Linked DNA regions of Ovis aries: region 2 is linked to region 1. Evidence: chromatin contacts called from public Hi-C data. All regions are on one chromosome and are shown on one strand. Each heading gives the region's core, a stretch centred on a gene start, on an enhancer-like site or on the middle of the called end of the contact. The rest is flanking DNA. Distances are from core to core; before and after follow the strand shown. Region 1 holds the start of JARID2 (jumonji and AT-rich interaction domain containing 2). Region 2 has its middle 280 kb from the start of JARID2.

What was found. A called contact is a pair of places that touch in the nucleus more often than the background predicts.
Region 2: a Hi-C map of liver shows a contact between it and region 1, with 2.8 times the contacts expected there. The contact joins the enhancer-like site here to the promoter of JARID2 in region 1. A contact is called at or near these places in 2 of 16 Hi-C or Micro-C datasets (liver and muscle).

What each region holds. Positions count from the first base shown.
Region 1 is chr20:40,905,683-40,910,607 of ARS-UI_Ramb_v3.0, reverse strand. JARID2 (jumonji and AT-rich interaction domain containing 2) reads left to right here and starts at 3,013. Exons shown (of 19, transcript XM_042236974.2): 1 at 3,013-3,189; 2 at 4,796-4,925.
Region 2 is chr20:41,187,316-41,192,240 of ARS-UI_Ramb_v3.0, reverse strand. No RefSeq gene overlaps it. Among named protein-coding and RNA genes, the nearest start is that of JARID2, 280 kb to the right of the region's middle. Within about 2 kb of position 1,905, at least 1 of the 54 cell types and tissues checked has an H3K27ac peak or open chromatin away from gene starts, as enhancers often do. A contact at or near this core is called in liver, where this site is marked.

The DNA of each region.
Region 1 (4,925 bases), core at 1,764-4,263:
CCCAGGAGCCAGGCTCAACTGGAGGTGAGACGAGCTGGGGCCTTAAGGAGTATACAGCACTATGTTGAATTTGGATACTGAAAGAGGAAAAACAGTGGTGCTTCAAAACAGAATTGGAGATGATAAGTCAACAGACTAAGTGGCTGCCAAATTTTAAATAGTCAGGCATTATAGTTTGGGTGAAATATACATTAGTAAGCATTACTGGACACTTCCAAATTCTGAGAAGTTTTAGAGAGAATTAGAGCTTTAGAGAGAATATGAGAAGTAGACAACATGGTCTCTGATTTTAAAAAGCTTATTTCTTTATTTGGAGAGGAGATGGGAATATAAGACAAAATTGGAGAATCTAAGCATGTAAGTATCTTATACAGAGTATAAGTAGGGGAAGATGGGCTGTTAAGGCAGGATTTCTGCAGAAGACGAACCCTGAGTTGTTTCTTAGGAGAACCTTGGAGTTGATTCATGTTTGAAAGCACCTAGGAGTAACTTGTGTCATTCCTTGCATTAAGAGGGAAGTTTCAATATGCATATAATGTAGGACTGTGCATTATTCTTCTGTCCTTGGTCTTTATTAACTTTTTAATTCTTTCCTTGTCATTTCTTATAGGAAATCAAGTGGAGGGCTAGACTGCTTGATTCAGTATGGTCGCTCATACAGATGTGTACCCAGAATAGTAAGGGCCTGCTTCTATTCCTGTCTGATTTGTTACCTCTTCCTCTTTCACATCCATCATGTTCCCAGTCTTCCTATGATGGATAATTGACCTAATTAAGAGTATAAAAGGTAAGATTAAAGGAATGATATTTAGACTCTGCCCCATTAGTCACCATTCCCTCCAGCTAACCAGTTCCCAAGTCCTGTTGACTTTTGACATTCTAAATATTTCTCAACCTGTTCTCTGCTCTCTCTGCTCTTTCCTCTGCTGCTCTATTCAGATCATAACCATTTCTCATCTTATTTATGCTAGTACATTGCAACTGGTTTCTAGCTCTTCCTGCCTCTCTTTTCTTCAATCCTCAACTTCATCTCTCACAATCAGAATCACTTTTCAAATACACAAAGCCGCTTTATCCCTCTAGTGAAAATCCTTCTGAGCTTCTTTTTAGCTTACAGGCAAAGTCCAAAGTGGCATGCAGGTCCTTTCTCGTTCGGGCTCCTCTTCACCTCTCCGTTTTCTCTTTGGTTACTTCTAAAGAAAACTGAGTCCCATCCATGAGTGTGGTGTTTTTTTTTTTTTTTTTTTTTTTTAGGTCTCAAGGATTTTATTTTTTTAATGCAGTAAAGTTGCTTAGCATACTTTAAACTGCTGAACTCCTACTCATCCTTCAAAACTCCTTCATTCCTGGTCACCTCAGTAATGTATTCCCTTGACCACCTTTTCATAGTTCAAATACAGTACTTTTCAGAGGTATCATAGTCAGTCATGAGTCTGCCTTTTCTACTGAGCTGTGTGCTTCTTAACAAAGGACTTTTGAGTGTTCTCTGTCTTCAGATGAGATCAGTGGGGGCATGTAGGTCCTGTAGCAACACTGTACCTAGTGAGGTCTTCCCCCACCCTCCTATCCCTCACACCACGACTTGAAGAGGTCAAGATAAGTGCTGGAAGAGGTTAAAATCATTAGGAGAAAGAGTGATAATTCACTGATAGAGGACGAAAAAGAGGGGTAAAAAGACAGGAAAGGTAAAAGGAAGTTCATCAGGAGATAGTTGCTTCCACAACAGGAAAAGCTTTCAACCCCTAAAAAGACCAGTCTATTTTCCCTTTCAGGGAAAACAACATGAATGTTATCCAAATCTTTTGGAAATGAGCAAATTCCTTCCTTTCGCTTGCCCTCCAGCCTCAACTAGAATGGTTTTTATGTGGTGACCTGGAGTTGGTAGCTCAGCAGGGGAGTTCTCCGCCTGGGGATGGAGAAGCCTAGCCTCAGAGGCTAGCTGAGAGAACCTAGAAGAAACCCACCTTTGTTCTTAAGAATTTTGCCTGGGGAAGGGCAGATCTGACATTAAACCTCCTGAGAGCTGGCTAAAACCCTGAGTGTGAAGTGGAGGCTGCCAGTATACAGGTCATAATAATCAGAAAGTCTCTTGAAACCACCTCATTGTAAAAAGTCACTTGTATAAAGTCACTTGGGTGGCCAGTATGGAAAAATGTAATCTGTTCTATTGGGTCCTTCAGGATATGTGCCATATGAAGGCACAGAAGGTCATTTATTTTTATGACTGAAATCAACATATGACACATTATTTCAATTTTGAAAGCAGATCTTTTAAAAAAAGGTAAAGTCATAATTAAAAAGCATTTTAAAATAGCGCTTTATTGAGAATTCCCCTGTGGCCCAACCGTTAGGACTGTGATTCCACTTCAGGGCCACGGGTTCCATCCCTGATCAGGGAACTAAGATCCAGCATACCATGCTGTGCAGCAAAGGCAAAACTTTATCTGATTTACTGAAATCTTTTAATAACGTGTCTGTTTTTTAGCTGGGCTAACACTATTACATAATCCACTCCATAAGATGTGATGATCACTAATTTGTTGATGAAATCGACCAGCTCAGACAGGCCATCCTGTACCTTTTAGGAAAGGGCCCTGGGTGGTGTGACAGGTCTCTCACCTCCAGTTTCGGAGACCTTTCTAGACACTCCTCAAACACTTCAAACACTGCTGCGGATAAAACCTAACGATTATGATACTTCCGACATAAGGAGAATCTAGGGGATGGGAAGGAGAATTGAATGTATAGGAATGAGTATGAAGGCGTACTTAATTTCACTTCTCGTTTCTTAAAAGAACTGCCCGAGAGGAGATCCTTTAAAACATCACTGCTCTACACATACGGTGCGAATAAGGAAATTAACAATGCAGACCGGCTAAGAGAGACTTGAAGTAGCTAATAAAGCGAAGGCCGAAGAGATACACCGGGACCGCCTCCTTCATTTAGATCAACGATTAAATGAGCACAACAGGGGGCAGAGGCAGGTAGAACGCGGGTTCTCGCGTGGCTACCGCGGGTGGTATTCCCGGCAATCGGCGTTCCAGACGCTTCCTCGCGGTGTGCGGGTCTGTGTGGCTCGGACTCCATATTCCACTCGTTTCCCCTCAACGTTGTAGCCTCGCTAACAGGCACTCCAGACGCAAGAGACGCCGGGACCAGCCAAGATCCAGCGCGATCTCTTAAAAGACGGTGATTTTTTTTTTTTGTAGGAGGCGGCGGCCGGGGCTTCCCTTTTGGGGTCCCCCCACCCCCGACGCCGTTCTCGCCCGCCAGGCCGCGTGCCGCGCCGGGAGGTGGCCTTTCCGCGAGGTGACCTCGGGCTCCCCCCGAGCCCGACCGCAGCACGCTCCGTGTGGAGACGCGAGGCGGTGTCCTGAGGTGACACCGGCTGTGCCGCCGAGGCAGCAGGCGCCGCCGATCAACTAGTTCGCACCGAGGATTCCTCTTGGTGCGTGGCCCAGTTTTCCTCAGGACGGGCTCCAACCCCTAGCCGACACCGCCCCCCGCGCCGCCACGCTCCGAGGCCTTCCCCCGGGACGCGGCGCGTCCCTCCCCCGCCGCTCGGCGCGGCGCGCGCGCGATTCCTCGATTCCACAGGCGGTTCGCGCCGCGGGTGGGGGCGGGGCGCGCGGGGAGGGGGCCGGCCGCCGCGGGGGGAGGGGGGCCGTGGTCGGGGGGCGGGGGCGGGCCGGCGTGGGGAGTTCCTCGCTCGCGGACCACACGCTCTGCGGGCCAATCCCGAGCCAGCCTCGCTCAGTGTCACACGCGGGACACGTCCAAGCGTTTGTTGGCAGGGCCGGCGAGGGGGGCGGGGGCGGGGAGGAGGGGAAGGGAGTTGAGTGACAGGCTTGCGGGGCAGGCTGGGAATTGTAGTTCCCAGCGCTCATGGCCATAGCCATTTTGTAGTCGGGGGACTACAACTTCCAGAAGATCAAGGGGACCATTCTAAGGTGCCCCGGGAATAGGCGGCTCTCCCCGGGGCCAGGAGTCCTGGGGCACTGGCACCCAGCAGCCCGGCTGCAGGTAGACACGAGGCGTGGCGGGGTCTAGCGTTGTGGCGGCCGAGGGGTGAGCGGCAAGCTGGGGAAAGGGGGTGAGGTGGAGCGACCGAGCGTGCCATGCATTGAGCTAGGGAGCCTCTCTCAATTCCAGTCTTAGGCTTGGCGTGGGAGCGATGCCTGCGGGGTGGCCCTAGAAGGGTTTGTCGAGGCCTCTCGGGTATCTCGTCGACGGGGCCGTGAGGGTCCTCTGGGCTGGGCCAGGGGCGGTCGGCACCGGAGTAGGCGGGCTCCTGGTGGCCCAGCTGTGGGAGTTTTCGGCTGGCGTCCGGCGGGGAATTATCCGAGGAGCCCTAACTTGTATAAAAGCAGAGTCCATTTAAAGTTGGGCTGGATAGCCTCTATCTCATTGGTTAGGGGGCTTGGAAAAAAGAGACTCGGCGAGCCCTCGCTGTGGTGCTGCCGCCGCCGCCGCCGCCGCCGCCGCTGGAGTTGACTCTTCTGCTCGCACTGCTGCTGCAGCACAAACGTGACTTCCAACATTTTTTATTTATCTTTCCCTTTTCTTTTCCAAGATGTAACTACAGCTCAGACACTAAGGACCTTCACGTTTCGCTGATGTAGTTTTTGGAGGAAAAAGGGGGGGGAGTGAAGGGCGTCGGTTTTTTTTGTGTGTGTGTGTTTCGGGGGAAATTTTCCATTATGAGTGTTTTACTAAAGTGAATTTTTTTTTTTGTTTGCTTCGTCTTTGGCTTTTTTTTTTTTTTTTCCCTTCCCAATTTCGGATTTATTTCAAGGCGAATCGGGCTTTGGGGAAAGAGGAAGAAAAGTCGGATTACAAGATCAGCCTCCACCAACAACAATAAAAACCACCAGGATATTTTTTTGCAAATTTCTGACGGCTTTAAATTCATGAAGCAATTGTCC
Region 2 (4,925 bases), core at 656-3,155, 280 kb before region 1:
TTCCAGAGCATCAAACTGGATCTCCTTAAATCCTTCCTGCCTCTGTCAACCCGGGCCCAAAAGGAAGAGGCAGTGGACACGTGCTCCAGATGGGGAAGGGAGCTCTGAGAAGATGCTGGTTGAAGTCACTGCTGGATCAGGGTGAGGGGGTGGTGACAGGTTCCCAAAGGCACAGGCAGCTACTGGGTCTCTGCTACACTGTGGGGACAACCTCTATATCTGCCCTCACAGCTCAGGGAGCACTGGGCGGAGGCTACAGGGCTCTGAGAGGGGTGAATCCCAGATGCGACGGGAACCCCCGCAGATAGTCTCCATGGAGCCCCCCCAGTCTTCCCAACTTCCTGCAAAGGTATAGGCTGTTTTAAAATGAGATCCTCCATGCATGTCTGTGGCGGAGAAAACGTTATTGAAAAACTGCCTCTGCCTTTCTACTAAATATCCAGAAAGCAACAGAGGGACAGGAGAAAGGCATGTGCCGGTCATTTGGCAAAGCTTTTCAGACTGCTTTTCTGTTTTTCTGTTTTGTGAGCTCTGGGGTCCACTGAGACTTCCACAATCAAACAAGGATCCCGTTCCTTAAGACTCTGCAAGTCTTCTTTCCAAATGTCAGAACACAGGCCTCGAGCCGAGCCATCACGCTCCGAGGCCTTTTCTAAGGCGAAGGCTGCAGTAGTCTCTGGCTAGTCTTCTGTGCGTCCCTCCCATTGGCCCCTGACCTGTCTTGTGGAGTCAGCGCTTTCACCCTGTCATTCCCTTGCAGAGGAACTTCTGCTGCTGCGGGGGGCACGTCCGAACTTGGATATGCTTCTGAGGCCTTCCGTCAGCAGGCCCACTTCACCCCAGAACTCTTGGTGTTTGCTGTTCCCTCTCCCAGAGCAGATTTTAGCCAAGCCGAGCTCCTTGGTGCCCCCGAGCTTTTCTACCACAATTGTTCCCACCAGCAGTGCTCTCCTTGACAAGCCAAACCTACACAGGAGTGAAACCAAGCCAAGGCCAAAGTCATATGGCAGCACACCCACGAGCTGGGTGGCCTCTGCTCAGCTGTGAGTACTGCACGGAGATGGGGGGCATGGTGAGCTGGAGGCTGTTCAACCACAGGCTCTCCAGGGGACACAGGTATGTGCTTGTGTATACATGCATTGTGTATACATACAAGTTGGCAGAGAATCCGCCAGCAATGCAGGAGACCCCGGTTCGATCCCTGGGTTGGGAAGATCCACTGGAGAAGGGATAGGCTACTCACTCCACACCCGGGCTTCCCTTGTGGCTCAGCTGGTAAAGAATCTGCCCGCAATGCGGGAAACCTGGGTTTGATTCCTGGGTTGGGAAAATCCCCTGGAGAACCGAAAGGCTACCCACTCCAGTATTCTGGCCTGGAAAATTCCATGGACTGCAATCCATGGGGTTGAAAGAGTTGGACACGACTGAGTGACTTTTACTTCATACATGCATTGGTTTATTATAAATACACATAAATAAATGCCCTATAGTCAACTGATTCTCACAGATGCTTCCACCGATTTTCCGCAAATGCTCATGCCTATTGCCAACCCTTCGGTGGCAACTGACAAACAAGGATACTTCTGACACATATGCTCTGACACATATGACACATTTTTATTTAAATAAACAAGAAGACAATGAAACTACCAAGATCTATGTCAGATCTTCACTTATTTGTCCCTGATAAACAAGAGCAACCACTCTGGAATCAGATCATAGTTCTCAAATACTACATTTTCTCAATTTTTGGTGCTATCACAATGTAACGGCTACCCACGGGCACGCTTTAAAGTTTTATCTGTGTTTTTAACATTGCCCACATTGCTTTCTCAAGTGCAGGCCAAAGGTCAACAGACTTCTCCTCTAAAGGGACAGATGATAAATTTTGCCAGCTTTGTGAGCCACCCCTGCCCCTCCCATGTGACAGCAGCCACGGAAAACAGGTCAGTGAATGAGCACAGCCCTGTTCCAGTAAAACTTTTACAAAAACAGGAGGGGGCCCGGGTTTGGCCCACAGGCTGCTTTTTGCCAACCCTCTGTCTAAACAAACACGGAAACGATGAATCAAACCCTAATTTGTGGTGTTTGTTTACAAATCAGCGTACTCTGGTGGATTTCAGGCTCTCAAAGAAGGAGGAGCTGCAGGAGCTGGCCAGGGTGCCGGGGGCAGTGGGTGGGGGGGAGCTGGGGAGCGATGAACAGCAACACATCATTACACAATATAATGTTTCCACCTGGATTCGCTTCTTGGGGCTGCCTCCCAGGACACCAGAGATGAGGTGCCTTCAACCAGAGTTGTGGGGACTGGGAAGCCTCAGATCAAGGTGTCAGCAGAGTGGTTCTTTTCCAGGGCTGTGATGGATAACCAGTTCCAGGCCTGCCTCCCACCTTCTGGGGATTGCCTGGCCGTCTCTGGCATTCCTTGGCTCCTGCAGCATCGCCCTGATCTTTCTCTCCATGTTCACATGGTGTTCTCTCCGTATGTAAGTCTGTGTCCAAATTTCCATTTTTTATAAGGACATCAGGCATATCGGATGAATGGACCACCCTAATGACCTCATCTTCACTAGTTACATCTGCAAAAGCCCTATTTCTGTATAAGGTCACATTCTGAGACTGGTAGATTAGCACTTCACATATGAACGTGGGGAGTTAATTCAACCCGTGAGATCACTGAGCAATTATAATATTTGTAAGAAACTCTAGAGCACAGATAATAGAAAAACATAGCCAATACTAGGCAATTGATGCATTTGAGCTTTAACTTTGTTTTCATATAATTTGTTAAATTGTAAATTTGTATAAGACTTACACAGTTTAATTCATAATCATAATAGATGCCTTTAGCAACTGGCAAGCAAAATTTGTGTAAAGGTGTCCATCGACGCTCTCAAACCCATTTGAGCTGACTTTAGCACACACTGGATGAGAGGAGTGTGGCCTATGGACAAGGGCCCCTCATAGCAGTTATGTCCCCTCAAGGCCTAGAACAAGGGAACCCAACCCAAGGCTCTTCCACCTCTATCTTGTCTTCCTCTAGCAGGAGGAACCCAGGAAGAACCGAGTGTAAACACCAGTCATTTTCCCCACCCCTCCAGCCTTCTCCAGTCACCTCAGATCCTCAGCTTTGCTTGGCCAAACCTTATTTATTCCTCCACAGAGAAGAGAACAGGTTCTCCTTGTGTTCAGCCGGGCACATGTGACTTCATGTTGGGCCCGTTCTCACTCATTATACTCTGGTGCCCAGACTCTCTTCTAGACCAAGTAGAATCCTTAGCTCTGCGGGTCGCTTCTCCAGTGAAATACAGTCCACACGAAACTTTCCTTTTGCTGAATTCCTATAGACTCTGTTTACATAAGGCAGCGTGTTATCCTCTGGTTGATTTCTATATGAATATCTTGCTTCTCTACTTAACTGATACAATTTGAGGAGAAAAACTATATTCTTTACTATTTCTCTCAGTCCCAGCCCAGGGCTAGACAAATGTATGTTATGTATGTTAGTCACTCAGTCATGTCCAACTCTTTGTGACTCTATGGACTGTAGGCAGATTCTTTACTGTCTGAGTATTGCTCTAATGTTTGTCAATAACACAGAGAATAGCAATCATCATTACAGATCAGTTTCATCTTAGGCCTAGGCCGCAGAGAACCAGCCCTCCGTTCCAGGGAAGCAGAATTGAAACGCAAGGATAATCAAGCATTTCTATCCACAAGCTTTGGCAAGCTTGAGAAGAAACGAAGACCTGAGACCAGGGAGAGGTCTCCTGACTTTTTCATCATGGGTGTGCCCAACGTGGAAGTGGTGGCCAGCAGCCCATGAGAAATTCCCTGAGTATGAGTTCAGCTAATACACTCTGTCATAACCAACGTGCTACAAATCCTCAGAGGCTTAACAAAAAGTGTTGCTGAATTTTTCTTACATAAGCCAAGTGGTAGACTAGTGGTGGGGGCGGGGCATGTGGCAGGGAACAGAGCAGGCAGACCTCGGTTCACACAGCCACTGTGGACCCAGTTGGCAGAGGCTCTTGCACACATGGTTCCCATCCCCTTGGCCCTGGGAGCTGACATCAGCGTGCACCCCGGGAGGGAATACACATACGGCATCACTCAGGAGGGGCTGGGGGCCAGATCTGGAAGCGGTTTCATCACTTCTGCCCATAGTCCATTGGCCAGAATCTGGATGGTCAATCTGATGAGTCCACCTAAATCTATATGGGCTGGGAAGACAACAACTCTACACTGTAGGAGGGGCACACAGATCACTGAGGGGCTAGTATAAAATTCTCCATGGAAATGGGCCTGCTCAGGGCCTCCCACAAGCAAGCCCTAACAGGGAAAGACCAAGATGGAGGCTTCAGTTCAGTTCAGTTCAGTTCAGTTGCTCAGTCATGTCCGACTCTTTGCGACCCCATGAACTGCAGCACGCCAGGCTCCCTGTCCATCACCAACTCCAGGAGTTCACTCAGACTCACGTCCATCGAATCCATGATGCCATCCAGCCATCTCATCCTCTGTTGTCCCCTTCTTCTCCTGCCCCCAATCCCTCCCCAGCATCAGAGTCTTTTCCAATGAGTCAACTCTTCGCATGAGGTGGCCAAAGTACTGGAGTTTCAGCTTTAGTATCATTCTTTCCAAAGAAATCCCAGGGCTGATCTCCTTCAGAATGGACTGGTTGGATCTCCTTGCAGTCCAAGGGACTCTCAAGAGTCTTCTCCAACACCACAGTTCAAAAGCATCAATTCTTCGGCGCTCAGCTTTCTTCACAATCCAACTCTCACATCCATACATGACCACTGGAAAACTCATAGCCTTGACTAAACAGACCTTTGTTGGCAAAGTAATGTCTCTGCTTTTGAATATGCTATCTAGGTTGGTCATAACTTTTCTTCCAAGGAGTAAGCGTCTTTTAATTTCATGGC